Regions from separate parts of the Rattus norvegicus genome. Here region 1 is linked to region 2. A link is a contact called in public Hi-C data. All regions are on one chromosome and are shown on one strand. The core of a region is the stretch at or near the end of the contact, and the rest is flanking DNA. Distances in the headings are between cores, read along the strand shown. Region 1 holds the start of Rai14 (retinoic acid induced 14). Region 2 overlaps Ttc23l (tetratricopeptide repeat domain 23-like).

Evidence for each region. Hi-C and Micro-C count contacts between places; a contact is called where the count stands out from the background.
Region 1: a contact with region 2 is called in a Hi-C map of mammary epithelial cells, with 4 times the contacts expected there. The contact joins the promoter of Rai14 here to the enhancer-like site in region 2. A contact is called at or near these places in 8 of 12 Hi-C or Micro-C datasets (the A7r5 cell line, the Rat2 cell line, Schwann cells and 4 more).

What each region holds. Positions count from the first base shown.
Region 1 is chr2:61,404,198-61,411,775 of GRCr8, reverse strand. Rai14 (retinoic acid induced 14) reads left to right here and starts at 2,723. Exons shown (of 18, transcript NM_001399209.1): 1 at 2,723-2,790.
Region 2 is chr2:61,207,283-61,214,162 of GRCr8, reverse strand. Ttc23l (tetratricopeptide repeat domain 23-like) reads left to right here. Exons shown (of 13, transcript XR_005500732.2): 10 at 213-295. Among named protein-coding and RNA genes, the nearest start is that of Rad1, 22 kb to the right of the region's middle. Within about 2 kb of position 3,777, at least 3 of the 93 cell types and tissues checked have an H3K27ac peak or open chromatin away from gene starts, as enhancers often do.

The DNA of each region.
Region 1 (7,578 bases), core at 1,474-3,973, 200 kb before region 2:
TGGGTTTGCTTTGCTCCATCTCGTTATTCTTTGTTAACACACATATATCGGCTGGCCTTGCATAGCATTGTTGAGTTCAACATGTGAGAATGGCGCCATTGAGAAGGTTGTTTCCTCGGTCAGGCAGGATGGCGAGCCTTCAGGATTGACACTAGCTAACTGGTGTCTGCTTACTAAAAGGATTAGACTGTAGCTGCTGGTTTGTGCCTGGTGTCTGTCTACCTAGAGGTCTAGTGTACAGCTGATCCGCCATATTTGTGTTTGCTACAGGGCTGAGTTGCTACCAAAGAAGATCGAGCTCGCCCCACAATAAACTATTGCTAAATAGGTCCACTCTCCCCATATCCTAAAAACTTTTTTCCTTCCACTGCCTCTGCTGGGTGGTGGGCTAGAGGAGAAGTTAAACTCTTAATAAAAATAGGTTTCAAGAAATTTATACCTACAATGCAACATGTTTATCCCCTGAGATTTTAACAGACTTTAGATAGCAGGTGCTTAACTTTATTTAGGCAGCCCACTTACTGCTGTATTCAAAACCTGAGCTCAGTTAGCATACCCTCCCCCACCTACTCCCCCCCCCCCCCCCCCCCCCCCCCCCCGAGCTGAGGACGGAATCCAGGGCCTCGAACCAAACTGCTCTCCCACTGAGCTAAATCCCCCAACCCCCAGTTAGCATTTCTAAAACTCATGGACAAAATAACAACAAAGCAAGGAGAAGACATTACTTAACCCCCAAACTTAATCACCGATTTCCATGCAGAAGGGAGTGTTTTAAGGGTTGTCTAAGGTAGGTGAAGCCTCTAAAGTACACGAGTGTCAGTTTTGAGTTTGAAAAGGGTGATTCTGCAAGTGGATTTGGCACACTCTTCCCTCCACACGGTGCCTCACACACTTCGATCTTGCCGATGGGGGTTGGGTTATAAACTACTGAGGGTAGAGCACACAGGACACCTATGCGGACAAGGCAACTTGGGAAAGGGTCTTTAAAGGTGATCGGGAAAGATTAGCAGAGTTGAGGCCTTGGGTGAATGAAAGAAAGGCTAGTTAGAAAGACACTTGTTTAATAGTTTAACTACAACTTGTCTTCAGTTCCTAAACAATATGCACACACAGACATTTCCGAAGGAGCCTTTGACAGGCTGTACCACCATCCCAACTGCCTTTGATTCAACAAAAATTAGAGGTGAGAAACCCACAGGTGGCTATGCTCAATGCTGGATGAACAGTATAAGGTACTTAAATATTCAGTCGGTAACTGATTAAAGGACCCGAGATGAAAACCTGGGTAGTAGAAATTGCCAGCACTACACGGAGTACTTGTCAGTTTCTTTTAGTGTGGTTTTTAGTTCCACACCACATGTATAAGAGTGTGCATCTTGCTTTGAATTGGCTCCCCACTCCCACTCCCCCGGGGGAATCTTTTTGATGTATGGTGCTTAGAAAGCAAAGGCTATTGAGCTAAAGATGAAGCTTTTGTTTTCTAGTTGGCAAGTTTGCTTGTGAAAGCTAAGGCAAGGTGTTCTCTTGGGGAAAGGAGCGAAGGAGTGGGATAAAACACACGCGATCTGATGCTAACACACACAAAGATACTGTACACTGGTTGGTGTTAAGGTGACTCTCACTTCTGTTGGAATTGGCTGTTTTTCCTCCTTACTTCCTTCAGTGGACTTACAGTCGATCCTAGCAAAAATCGCTAGAAACCTCTCTGTGCGAAAGACACACCACCAACCAGGAGTCCCGTGGAGCTTTGGTGAGTTAAACTTTCTACGACCTAGCTGGCTAGTGGAACTAAAAAGCCTACTTAAATCAGGGGAATAGTGGAGAGATTTCAAATCCTCAGAATTAATGGAGAAGTCGATTCGGTTCAGAAGTCCGGTCCTGGTGGTCTGGGGGAGGGAAGCTTCACCGGATCTCAGGACTTCCAACTCAAGGCACCCTGCTGAGGGCGCTCCGACTCCCGTCTAGCCTGTCCCTGCAGGCTGCAGATAGTCTCCCAACTCCCGAGCAGAGCACAAGTAAGTTTTGTCTCACCACCTGAGGAGTGTTAAGAAACAGTCGCTCCAACCAACTGGTTCAGCCCAGAAAATGTGAGTACATTCTGGTTTACTTTCTTTTCGTTCACAACGAAAATGGAACCGATTCCTGTTTGGTTCAGAGCGGGCTTTGGGTCAATGACTCTGCTTTTCCCAAGACTACAGATAACTTTGGAAATGGACCAGAAACAATACTTTCTCGGGTCCTTATCCCTACCCCAGCAGTGGAACCCGCATACCGTGGATCCCACTAACTTCAAGTTAAGGTGTGAGACAGACCCACGGAGAAGGATTCCCGCGTTCCACAGAAATCAAAAGCGAGCGTGGACGTCCTGGAGGCGCCGCGAGCCGAGGCGTGGGCGGTCGGGGAGCACCTCCTGCAGGTCCCGGGAGCTGCTCCGGGGCCAGGTCACCTGACTCCGGGAATTTGGGGCCGCGCGGGGTGGGAGTGGCCAGCACCTCCCTCCTTGAGCCCACGGGATCCAGGTCGGGGGCCGGCGCCCGGCGGCCACGTGGTGGTGCTGCCGTTGCCCCCGCCCTGCCGGCGGAGCCCGGGAGCTGAGCGCCCACTGACCCAGCCTCGGGAGGAGGAGGAGAGGGAGGAGGAGGAGAAGGAGGAGGAGGAGGAGGAAGAGGAGGAGGAGGGACCCAGTGCAGGAAGCCGAGCAGGAAGCGAGCCCGGCAGCCGCGCTTTCCTGGGGAAGCGGCGGGCGGGACGGCCAGCCGGGCCCGGAGCTGAGGCAGCCGCTTGGATGGGGTGAGTGACCGCGCGGAGCCGGGAGGCTGGGGTGCGGGCTCTGGGCTCGGTCCCCGCCTTTGTGTCTGGGACTGCGCCGAGCTCCGGGCGCCGGGAGGAGCGCGGGGCTGGAGTTATGGTCTGGACACAGCTTTGGCCGCCCACTGTCCACGGAAGACAGTTGGGGGTTGGGGAGAGGAGGAATGGGAGGATGGTGGGGCTCTGGCAGAAAGAGAGGTCCGACTTAGTTTGGAAAAGGGGCTCGCCTCCTCTGGCGGTCTGGTGCGGGGCAGTGGCGCGGGGCGTCTGCCGAGGGAGCGCGGGTGGGAATGAATGACCGGATTCGGGAGAACGATGTGTCTGCGCCCCCGGGACAGCCTGTCCCACCTGCGTGCCCTGCCCGGGGTCCGGTACCCCAGTCCTTGCTCCCTGGCTCGACCCACCTCTTGGCTGAACTTGGAAAAGCAGAAGACGGAGGTGGGAGCGGGAGACGCCGGGTGGCTCTAGAGACCCACAGTCCGCTATTGTTCCTTTACGGACTCAAGGGAGCGGGTGAGCTGTCCGGAGGACGCAGGCGAGACCGCCCTAAGCTGTCACAGCCCCCTGTCCCCCACCCTCCTTGTTATTTCCCCCCACCACAGCTCTTAGGAGGGCGGGGAGGAGGATGCTGGAGTTGGGGCACACTCCAAGCTGCTGGGCTTCGGTCGCCATCCATCGAGACCCTCTGGGAGGGCAGGCGGGCATCGTTCTTTCAACTCCTGCTGTCTTGGGCCAGTTTGTGTCCCCAGTTTAGGTTCTGCAGTTTCCAGCGGTTTTTCATTTTGGATTTCGCATCTCCTTCGGTGGTGGTGGTGGCAGTGGGGTGTTAAGTCTGGAAAGGCAACAGATGGGGAGATTAAAGCAGATGGAGCCCACTGTGACTTAAAGAGGCAGGGGTGACCTCACAGAGGCCTGGACTTTATATAAAGCCAGGCTTTCTTTTCCAAGGAGCCCGGCACTGCTTTACTGCCGTTACCAAGTATGCAGATGCCAGGCCACTCACTTCTTACCTGCTGTCTCCCTTCACTCTGGACTCACAGGTAATTTGAGTGTTAGCCGCTTTAGGAGGGATAGCGCGGATCTGCCTGGGACTAGCGGATTGCCCATTGTCTTGGGTTTGAGATCTCAAGGTTGTGAAGGCTGCCTTAGACAGGAACTAGTTTGGTCCCTTAGAGGATCTAGCGTTAGCTCTTTCATCTCCTCTGGGTTTGAACATAATCGGAGAAAGCCTGTGAATCCCAGGGAGGTTAGACTTTGCTTTGTCCCGGGAGTGCTGGGCCCTGTATGCTTGCTTACACGTGTGACAGGAGTCGTTTTGTTTTTGACTGATGGGTTTAATGTTATCTTTTGCTAGTGATAACTTACTCTCGGAGTCTTTCCTCGCTTAGGCTTATAAGGCAGCCAATTTTATCAGAAGAAATCCAACTTTTGTTGAATAAGTACTGGGAGAGTCATCCATGCTGGGCTGTCAGTTTTATCTCCAACCACCGAGATGCTTCACGAATGAGTTTATTGTATTATTTACATTCTTAGATGTGTTTTTTTTTTATGACTTTAAAGGGCAGTGCAAGGCATTCATAGCGCAGTTCAAAGATCTTTGTACTGTCATAGGAAAACTGATTAAGAATGGACTCCCCAGTCCCTGGGGATTCAATGAGAAAGCAATATGCTGGCCCCTAACATTTACTATCCCTAGACTGCCACTTCTTAAAGTATGTAAGGAGAAGGTTCAGACACTATCTCCCTTGTTTCTGTTTGCTGTGTGTGTGTGTGTGTGTGTGTGTGAGAGAGAGAGAGAGAAAGAGAGAGAGAGAGAGAAATGTTTATATGAACAACTGTACGTGTGTGTGTGTGTGTGTGTGTGTGTGTGTCTGTCTGTCTGTCTGTCTGTCTGTCTTTATGTGAGCACTGCAACATGCTTGTGGAGATCGGAGAACAAATTGTCAAGTCAGTTCTCTCCTATGATGTGTGTCTGGGGAACTGAACTCAGGTCTTCAGGCTTGGCAGAAAGCTCCTTCACCTGCAGGGCAATGTGGCCCCTTTGTTCCTTTTTACTGTTATTGGCTGTCAAACGCAGGGCCTGTGGTATGCTAGCATGGACTCTACAACCATGTTAGCTCCCACCCCAGCTCCACCCAACTTTAGAGGTAGAGAAACTGAGATTTGGAGTTAAAGCCAAGAGAGCCTTGGAGTTAACAGGATGTGATGAAGCCTTGTTTTCCCCTCCCTTCCTTTCCTAAGAGGCTTACCTTCCAAAGTAGAAATACATGTGGAATGTTTCAAAGACAAATCAAAGTTGAAAGTGAGGTGTTCATCTTTCCACTCTATAGGTTTAAAAGTTGCTAATGAATCCATAGTCCCTCCACACTCTCTTTCTCAGATAAAAATAAATGATAACCAATACTTTATCTGTCCTTTCGTCTCTGCATTTAGTAAGCACAAATGTCCAGTTAGTACATATATGTAGTTTCTAAGCATGTTTGGTCCGTCTGTGTTTGTCCATGAAAATTTATGAGGATTTATGTGCCCAGTTTTACATTAATGGCATAGTTCTGTATACATACAACTTGCTTCTTTCTTTTTCTTTTGTTTGAAGTCCATGTTAGTCTTTACTCACACTAACTACCACAGGCAATTCTTGTAAGTAAATAGAACAGTGTACCTGTTCCCTGGTCAAGTTAAAACTGGTTTCCAGGGCTGTACTGTTAAAGGCACCTTTTTAGCTGAGGGAGAGCCCACCGCCTTTGTCTGTCTGTCTGTCTGTCTATCCATCCATCATCTATCTATTCATCTATCCATCCACCCACCCATTCATCCACCCACCCACCCATCCATCCATCCCTCCACCCACCCATTCATCCATCCATCCCTCCACCCACCCACCCACCTACCCATCCATCCATCCCTCCACCCACCCACCCACCTACCCATCCATCCATCTATCCCTCCATCCACCCACCAACCCATCCACCCACCCATCCATCCATCCCTCCCTCCACCCACCCACCCACCCACCCATTCATCCCTCCCTCCATCCACCCACCTACCCACCCATCCACCCATACCTCCACCCATCCATCCATCCTTCCCTCCATCCACCCACCCATCCACCCACCCACCCATCCACCCACCCACCCATCCACCCATCCACCCATCCACCCATCCCTCCCATCCATCCATCCCTCCACCCACCCATCCACCCACCCACCCATCCATCCATCTACCCACCCACCCACCCCTCCCTCCACCCATCCCTCCACCCCACCCATCCAACCACCCACCTATCCCTCCCTCCCTCCCTCCATCCATCCCTCCATCCACCCACCTACCCACCCACCCATCCATCTGTCCGACTGTACTATGCTGTGGTGTAGCAGTACACACCAGAGACCTTTGTTCACAGGTCTTGCAGCCAGTTGTGGGGATAGTGAGGTCTGGGAAGGATAGTGAGATCTGGGAAGGATAGTGAGGTCTGGGAAGGATAGTGAGGTCTGGGAAGGCTACTTTGGTCCTTTCATTTATTTCCCAGTGAGGATTAGGTTCTGTCATCTGTCACCAAACAGCCATCTGTTAGGTGAGAAAGGGAACACGGATCACTTTTGAACTGTAAACATTTAGATGAGCTTAGCTGGCTGGATTGTTTTGTTTGGGTTTCCTCCTCTTCCTTGTAGTGCGTATGCTAAAGCCCGGTTGGTTGCCTGACTGACCTGGGATTGTTCACTGTCCTCTTGCTCATTTCTTCTGTTTTAAGCCTAAGGGTTTAATTCGGCCTTCGTGGGAGCAGACGGTGAAGATGTGTTAATGACATAGTCCCCAATGGGACCCAGCTCCTCAAAGAAGAGTTAGGGTTTCCAACATCTTGACTTCAGGCTTTGAGGCTCATTCTTTGCCTTTGCTGTTCCTTCTCCCGTCTCTCCTACCTGGGCTCTGGCCTTTTCCCCCCAAGGTGCTTACTCAGACTCTGGAGCAGTATAGCCTGCCTGGAACCACTTCCCTCTGCCCTGTTACCTTCTACCTTACCGTTGACTTTAGTTTGTGTCAGTACTGCCTTTCTGCACTAGAGTACAGGTCTATAAGGGTAAGACTTTCACATCTATTATCTCTGTCCCGTGAGTACCAAGAACAGTGTGGATACAGTAGCCCCTCATACTGGATACGTATGCATGAATACAAGGTGCTTCTTACTGAGTCTGGGGGTAACTTCATTCCTAGACTCTACTGGGCTCTCACTCCTACCTCTGCCCAGTGTATAGGATTGCAGGCACGTGCCTCCAAGCCTATAAATTAATATTAATTGTCATATTAATATTATGTTTGCTGTTTTCATTTCCTGCTTGCTGTCTTCCTCCCACTCTTTCTTCTTCTGCCCATGGTGGACATCCTGGGGATGTTAGATGTTCTATAAGAACCCAGTGTCATTTACAGGTTCTAACAGGATGAAAAAAAGATTGCTTATGAACAAAACAAACAAACAAACAAAAAACCCTCTCTGTGTCACCGTGTAAACCCGCTGAGTACTTGTGTCTTGAAACATTTTTTTCATCCAATATTCTTGCCTGAAAATAAAATAAATTTAAGGGAAAACAAGGAGCCTGAAGTTTGGTCATCGCCTCTCTCTCTCTCTCTCTCTCTCTCTCTCTCTCTCTCTCTCTCTTTTCTTGTTAATCTTGTCCTCCTAGTGCTGCTGATGGGAAGGGACTGACCTTTCCCCTTCATACCACATTTCTTCGAAACAGGTTTTCACGGCCCCCAGCAACACGGACATACTGA
Region 2 (6,880 bases), core at 2,528-5,027:
GTAGCAACAGGTGCAGTAAACTGGATTTCGTATAAATCACACGGAGCATACACAACGTAACTAGAGCCCTCAGTGCATGCTGATTTGCTCTTTGGAAGGAACCAACAGACTCCGGACACCCCAAGTCCCCTAGTCTGCTTCTGACTCAGTTTGCAATTGATGTGTTTGCACCGAGTCTCTTTAACCTGTTGTATTTCTCACTTCACCTGCAGTGTCTAATGATTCAGAGTCTCATCTATGGAAGTGAGCACACTAAGAGCATAGAGACTAAAAGCCTCCTTTCCCTATTGCAAAGGTAAGTTCTGCATATGGATATGAACCATGTCGCCACTGTGGTTATATGAATATGTCTGTCTCTGATTCAGCCAGGTACGGGTGACTTACCTAGTAAGGCAAAAACTCTTACCTCAGTTATGGACTTTCTCAGATTCTATACTGGGAATAATGAATTGATCTCTTAATAGCTCAGGATCTGGAATTATAGGAGTTGACTGAAATAATATGCAACATACTGTTACATCTACAAATACATTAAGCATATCTCTCACAGTGCTGAACATTTTAGCCAAATCCTGCAAGACAAGGTCTTTGCTGACAGCGTGATGAACATAATATTGTATAAATTGGGATTTTTACAAAGTCAAATAAATGTATACTTTAAAATTATGTTTCTCGTCGACTATATCTACATATCTAAATATAGGGCAGGTGTTTGGGGCAATTTAGCATGTCCAGATTCCCCTTCAATGCTTAGGTTTAAGGCAAAGAGAATGGTTGGCAAAGACCTGCTGCAGTCTCCTCCTTTCTTATGTCATTGATGTCTGTACATCTCAATGTGATATTGACCTTGGATTGTTCCCTTCTAAGGAAAAGGAGAATTAAAAAGTGTTAGGTGTGTACTAAAACCTCCAATTGAGCTTGGTCCTGCTTAGAAAGGGTTTCATTTAAACTTCCACAACTACCCAACATGAAGCTCTTATTTGACAGGACAAAGACCAAGCTTCTGAAGATTCCCTCTAATCTGTAGTCTTTGAAATGTGGATCCACGTAAATATGACCCTAAAGGCTGTATGATTTTCAAAGAGAGTTCTTTGACAAAGAGGGTATCATTATTGGGTGAGGTTAGGATGCTGATTTCATTCACCAGAAGTCATTCATTAGTCCACTCTCAGCAGACTCACCAGCTTAGGCAGGTGGGAGAGATGAGCTGCAAGAATAATTGCAGCCGGGTCTGTCACACCAGTCTTAGTCAGCCACATCTGAGGTGGGTGCTGAATAAAGCTATTGTCTACTTACCACCAGCCAGAGAATTGGGTTCTCAGCCCCTCCCATGACATTCAGGTTAGGGGTACAGAGGACCAACCTCACAGAAGCGCCCCACTTACAAGTGTGTGTATATAAAAGCATATTTCTTCATCAAGACAGAAAGAGTATGACAAACTAGAATATTGATCTTTCATTTCTCTAACACATGCTATTTCTGATTCAGAAACCACAGTTGGTACGTATGTTTTCTCTCAGGATAAAACTGAAGCTTAGACTCTTTGGGTGTTTAAAAAAATCACAAAGTTTTCCCAGGAAGAAGCAGAGCTAGAATCTACCACAGGCCTCTCTAATGTCAGAGCTTGGCTTCTGAAGGCAGAAATCTAGCTTCTACTCTAAAAGCAGATTCACAACTCAGGACTCCAGCTCCCAGGTCTCTCGTCTTTGAGAATGTACTTAGTGCCCTTAGTCTGTGGTTATGCAACACACTCCCCTCAACGGGTGGGCACTTCCCTCTCATGTCTGCATTAATGAGACCATAAATAATTGTCAGGTTCAGGAAAGCCTTACATCTTTAATGTTCTCTTATTGTCAACATCATAATAAAATATCAATACTGATAGTAATTATTTTTCTTCAGAGTAGACATAATGAACCATAATGTTTAAATGAGTCATATATATGGCCATCTTACTGTTTTCTATCCAGAGTAGGCTAAGGAATACTCATGCCTGGAGTAAGATTTATGATTCTAACCCATCTTATCCTTGGGAAGTGCATGAAGCTGAGCAAATCATTTGCCCTTTTGAGCTTCAGCTTCTCCATCACTGATGGGTAAGTCTCAGTGTATCATGAGTTGTCATGACTTTTAAGCAAATTCTTGTCTATACATGCATATCCCAGTGCCCAGCAGAGCGTGTGCTAAATCAATGTTAGCAAAACACTCATCCCTCCCCTTCCTTATAGAAGACTCACAGCCTCTCACTTTTAAGACAAGTCAGAATAATCGAAAGTAGGGGTAATTGTTAGTCAGAATTACCATATTTTGTGTTTGAGATTTTGACATTCTGATCCATTTAAAGCACCTTTTATGTTTTGAAATTATTAATAACAAAACGGAACAAAAACAACATGCAATTTCAGAGAAGAAACACAGGCTCTTTCTTCAAAGTTGGGGCAAAAATTCTACCTGGCTTGTATCCAAACAAGAGAAACCTCAGAACTAGTGAGATTAACAGTAGGTTAAGGGAACCTGGGAACCTGCTGCCATGTCTGAAGACTAAATATGATCCCTGGGACACACATGGTGGGAGAAAAGAATAGACTCCTACAAGCTGTCCTCTGAACTTCCAATGCTTATCAGAGCATACCATGGTGCGCACACACGCGCACACACCCACACGCGCACACACACACAGAGGGGGAGACAGACAGACAGACAAGAGACCCACAACTGGTCAAGGTTCAAAGAATAAGTGACTGTCAAGTGCTCAGCGCTAAAGGAGACATCCACACAGGTTCCCTCTTCCCAGGGCTCAGGGATTACTGTGGAAGAGGGAGCAGAAAGACTGTAAGGGGCAGGGGTGGTTAGGTGACTACAGGGAAACGATGTCCTCTGCATACAGCAGTTGTACATATGAACTCATAGTGCTTATGACAGCATGCTCAATGTCTGTACAACTTGAAGGCACACATGTAAAATTATGTAGCCATTAGCAGGAATCTAAGGCTTTGATAAAAGAGGAAACAAAGTTAGCTGGGTGGGTGAGATTCCTGGTGGATCTAGGAACAGGGGTAGGAGACAAGATGGCCAAAACAATGTATTCTCCATGTGTTAGTAAAATGTATCTCTAACTTTATAAGGAAAGAATGCAAGATAAATAGAGTGAATATGTTTTCTCAGTAGCCTCAAGGTGACAAGTGCCATAAAATGAAGAGAAACTAGGGGATATTTGTGGAAGCTAATGCAGACGCCAGGGAGTCTACATTTCTTTAAGTGCTTGATCAGATTTCAGATTCCTGCTCTTTCACTAAGAATCTGACTTTGAAGGGGTTTCCATCCACATATAGAGAGGCCTCTTCAGCAGGTTACACTCTAGAACCCATTTTACATGTGGAGACACTGAAAACTGAGTTTTTAGAGTTAATTTGCACAGGAAGAGGCAAGGCTCTTGGAATTTTAATGTAAATCTAATTGCTCTCTTTCTGCTAAGACAATGAGATCTAGACCTAGCTAGAGTCCATATAAGGGGAAAAGAAGAGTCCTTTGAAGTCCTCTGCTGGAATAGATGTTGCGTCATTAAAGGTTTTTCTTTCTCTGAAACAGGCCCATATCTCGTTTCCCAAGAACTGCTGAGCAAAGCCATGGGGTAGTTGCCAGAGCCCAGATGTCCAAAATCAGTGCAGGAATGGCTCTCTCTGCTTCAGCCTCTCACTGGAACAATCAGTCCCAGATGTCCTGGGACTCGGCTTGTATTCCAATGGGCGCTAGCGTGCTTTACGACACCTCCTTCAGGAACGCAGTGAAATACTCACTGGACTGTCACGGCCAGCAGCCTGAATTCTTGTCTTGTGGAGGCTCTGCAAGTTAGAGCAGAACTGGCCGCTTGAGACAGGAGCTAATTTCAGAGCAAAACAACAGTTACAAAGGCATCCCGTAAGATTTCAGTGCTTAAAAAGAGGCAGAGAAAACTTCGTCTTTGTGAACAAACTTGGACGTTGTTAAGTTTCTACCTGAGTCCCAGGTGCACTTCAGTTTAATCATTCATAAATCAAGCTCAAGTACTGAGAAGTACTCGATGTGTTTAAGAAACTTTCCTTTCAGAAAAAATACACATAACCAGTTTGAAATTACTCTGAAGTATGTTTTTAATAGAATTATAAATAAAAACAACGAGGAATAAATTGTGAGGCCAAAACCATGTGTGTAAACTGCACGCAGGAAGGGTAGAGGGTCTTCAAACATAGGTAGATGACCAAAACTGCAGACAGAAAAGAAGCTGGCGAGTTGGTGTTTCTCAGGAAAGCAAGAAGTCTTGAGTTGTTATACTTTAATGTGCATGGATAATACCAAGCTGTGGACAAAACTGGGGTGAAGTCTGTTGAAGTCCTCTGCTGGAGTAAAAATATTGGAGCCATAGCACCAGACTTTCATAAACTATACTGAGTGTCTAGACTTATAGAGAAGGCAGCTATGAAAGAAATTTTGAACAGGATAGGATTAGTTATCAGCTTTCAGAGATCAACTCTGATAGCGATGGATATGAAAGACAAGTAGGGAGAAGTAAGGAGCACACTTAGCAGGCAGATCCAATAGCCTAAGAGAGAGATGTTGAGACTCTTAAGGACCTAAGCTATCGGAAGGTATAGATGATATATTGAGAAGCATTCTGTCATTTATGTTGACAAACTTTGAAAGCAATTAGATGTGAAGTGTGTCAGTGGCAAGACTCAAGTTGGCTTTGAAGTCCCCAGCTTAACAAATAGACTGACGTAATGAGCAGTGCTGGTAGAGGAGACCATCATGGAGGATGTCTGGGACTTGGGAGATAATAATTTCCATGTTACTTATGCTGTGTTTGAGGTGTTCCCTGTACACACACTTGGCAATGTCTAGTAAGCTGCTGGGGGTTTGGAACAAGAGCTCAGGGAGATACATTCTGAAGCCTATGAGATGGAAAACAGCGTACAGATGTGTGTCTGTGGAACAATGAGGCTTAGAAAGAGCTTTGGAGACCGTTCACGCTTAGTCTGGAGAGATTATAGCATGATTTAGGTGCTGAGCACCAGGGCACAAGTGCAGTGGGACTTCGCACTCTAGCTCTAAGACGTAATAAAAACACTCTCGCTAGGCATTTAATATATGTGGGAAACACAGCTTCCAGGAATTGTTGTAGTGGCAGTAGCAGTTAATTGTACCACCACCAGCAGCAGTAGTTATACTAGTAGTTAATAGTAGCAGTAATAGTAGTAGTAATAGTAACAGTTAATAGTAATAATAGTAGCATTGATATTAGCAACAAAACCAAGCATTATCATTGTATTATCTAGATGAAGGAGACTCAAAAAGAGACCTTAGAAAAATCAGAAAAGAAATCAAAGAGGGAGGAGAAAGTTTCCAGAAAGCACTAACTACCTTATTGCAATGAAACATTAAGGGAATGCAGACTACCAGTGAGCAGGCAGTGTCCAGCCTCCTGTAGCATTAACAAGTGCAAGTGTTAGCCGAGGATTCGTGAGAATGGAGAGTATACCTGCCAGCCTCGTTCTGTCAGCAAGGTCACAGCGAGTTGGCCCTCTTCATATTCTGTTGATAAGACTGGCTGTTATACTACCCTTTGTTGGTTTTTTGAGGGGAAAAAAGTGGGTAAAATGTTTAAGTGTGTGTGTCCCATGACTCTGAAATATGGTTCAAAATCTGTTTTTTGATATCTGTACTCAAGCTTTGTGCATGTTGGTCTTCATCTTCTTTAAGGATTTGTTTCCAATAAGAAAAAAATGGTAGACAAATTCAAATGCCAACCAGAAAAAAGTGGTATATGTTATAACATGGTCATTCAGAACCCTGGGTTTTACCTCAGATATGTTGGAAGGAATAAGAAAAAACTACATATTGGTTTTTATAAATATGTGATTACTAAACATAATAGTATTATGTCTGGGTCATTTGTGTGTGGAGACTTCGTGCTCTATATTTTTGTGATTTTATTTTAGCATTTATAACATGCATCTTATTTGTGATGATGGAAAGATAAATGTTAAGAGATAATTCAGTGTAGAGGTGAGATGCAGCCAGTGGCTGTTATAGCCCAGCTCTATTGTGTGTCGGCATATGGTCTTGGACAGCTCACTTATCAGTTTCCTCATCCCTGAGGTAGGGATAAACCCGGAATTCTCAGTTCATAGGGTCGTTGTAAGTAAACGAGCTAATGTGAGTAAAGCAGCTTGGAAAGCCTGCTGGCCTGGAGAGTGTCTGATTGGAGATGATGACAAAGTTGGACAAAGATTCCAGATGTGGAGAGAATGCTGACTAAGAAGCCATTCTACTGGCAAATAGGACATCGCCATTTGCTAACATTAGCATGAACTTGTAGAACAACTTTTTGATATTAATGTTTGGGCCAACATTCAATTAGACATGTTCCATAATCAGAAAGTGAGCATTACCTTGCAAAGTGCCCCACCCCCGTTACAAGAGAGTCCTAACTAGAAGAATGTAGACCACATACTAGACATAGTGTTACGACGTTGTTTAAATCTTGTTCCAGCACTTTCCATGTACAAGTTACCCTATGTTTCAGCCTTCTTTAATGAGGAGTCAGACAGTATCTGTATTGTAGAAACAACGCAGAGTGAGAGTGGCATTTCACACAGCATGTGGTAGGCCATAGGACATTAATAGATCCTGGCTGGATCTCTTAATCCAGCCTTATTGGTAGTACGAAAGCATGGAGTGTCAGCTTCATTTTCATCACTGCATATATCTCCGGGACAATTGCAAACCGAGAAGTTATAGTGATATAGCTTTTCTGATGGACTTTAAAGCTACATATGACAACGGGGGGGGGGGCAAAGAAAGCCATCTTTTTTTTTCTATAAAAAGAGAATGAAACCAGAA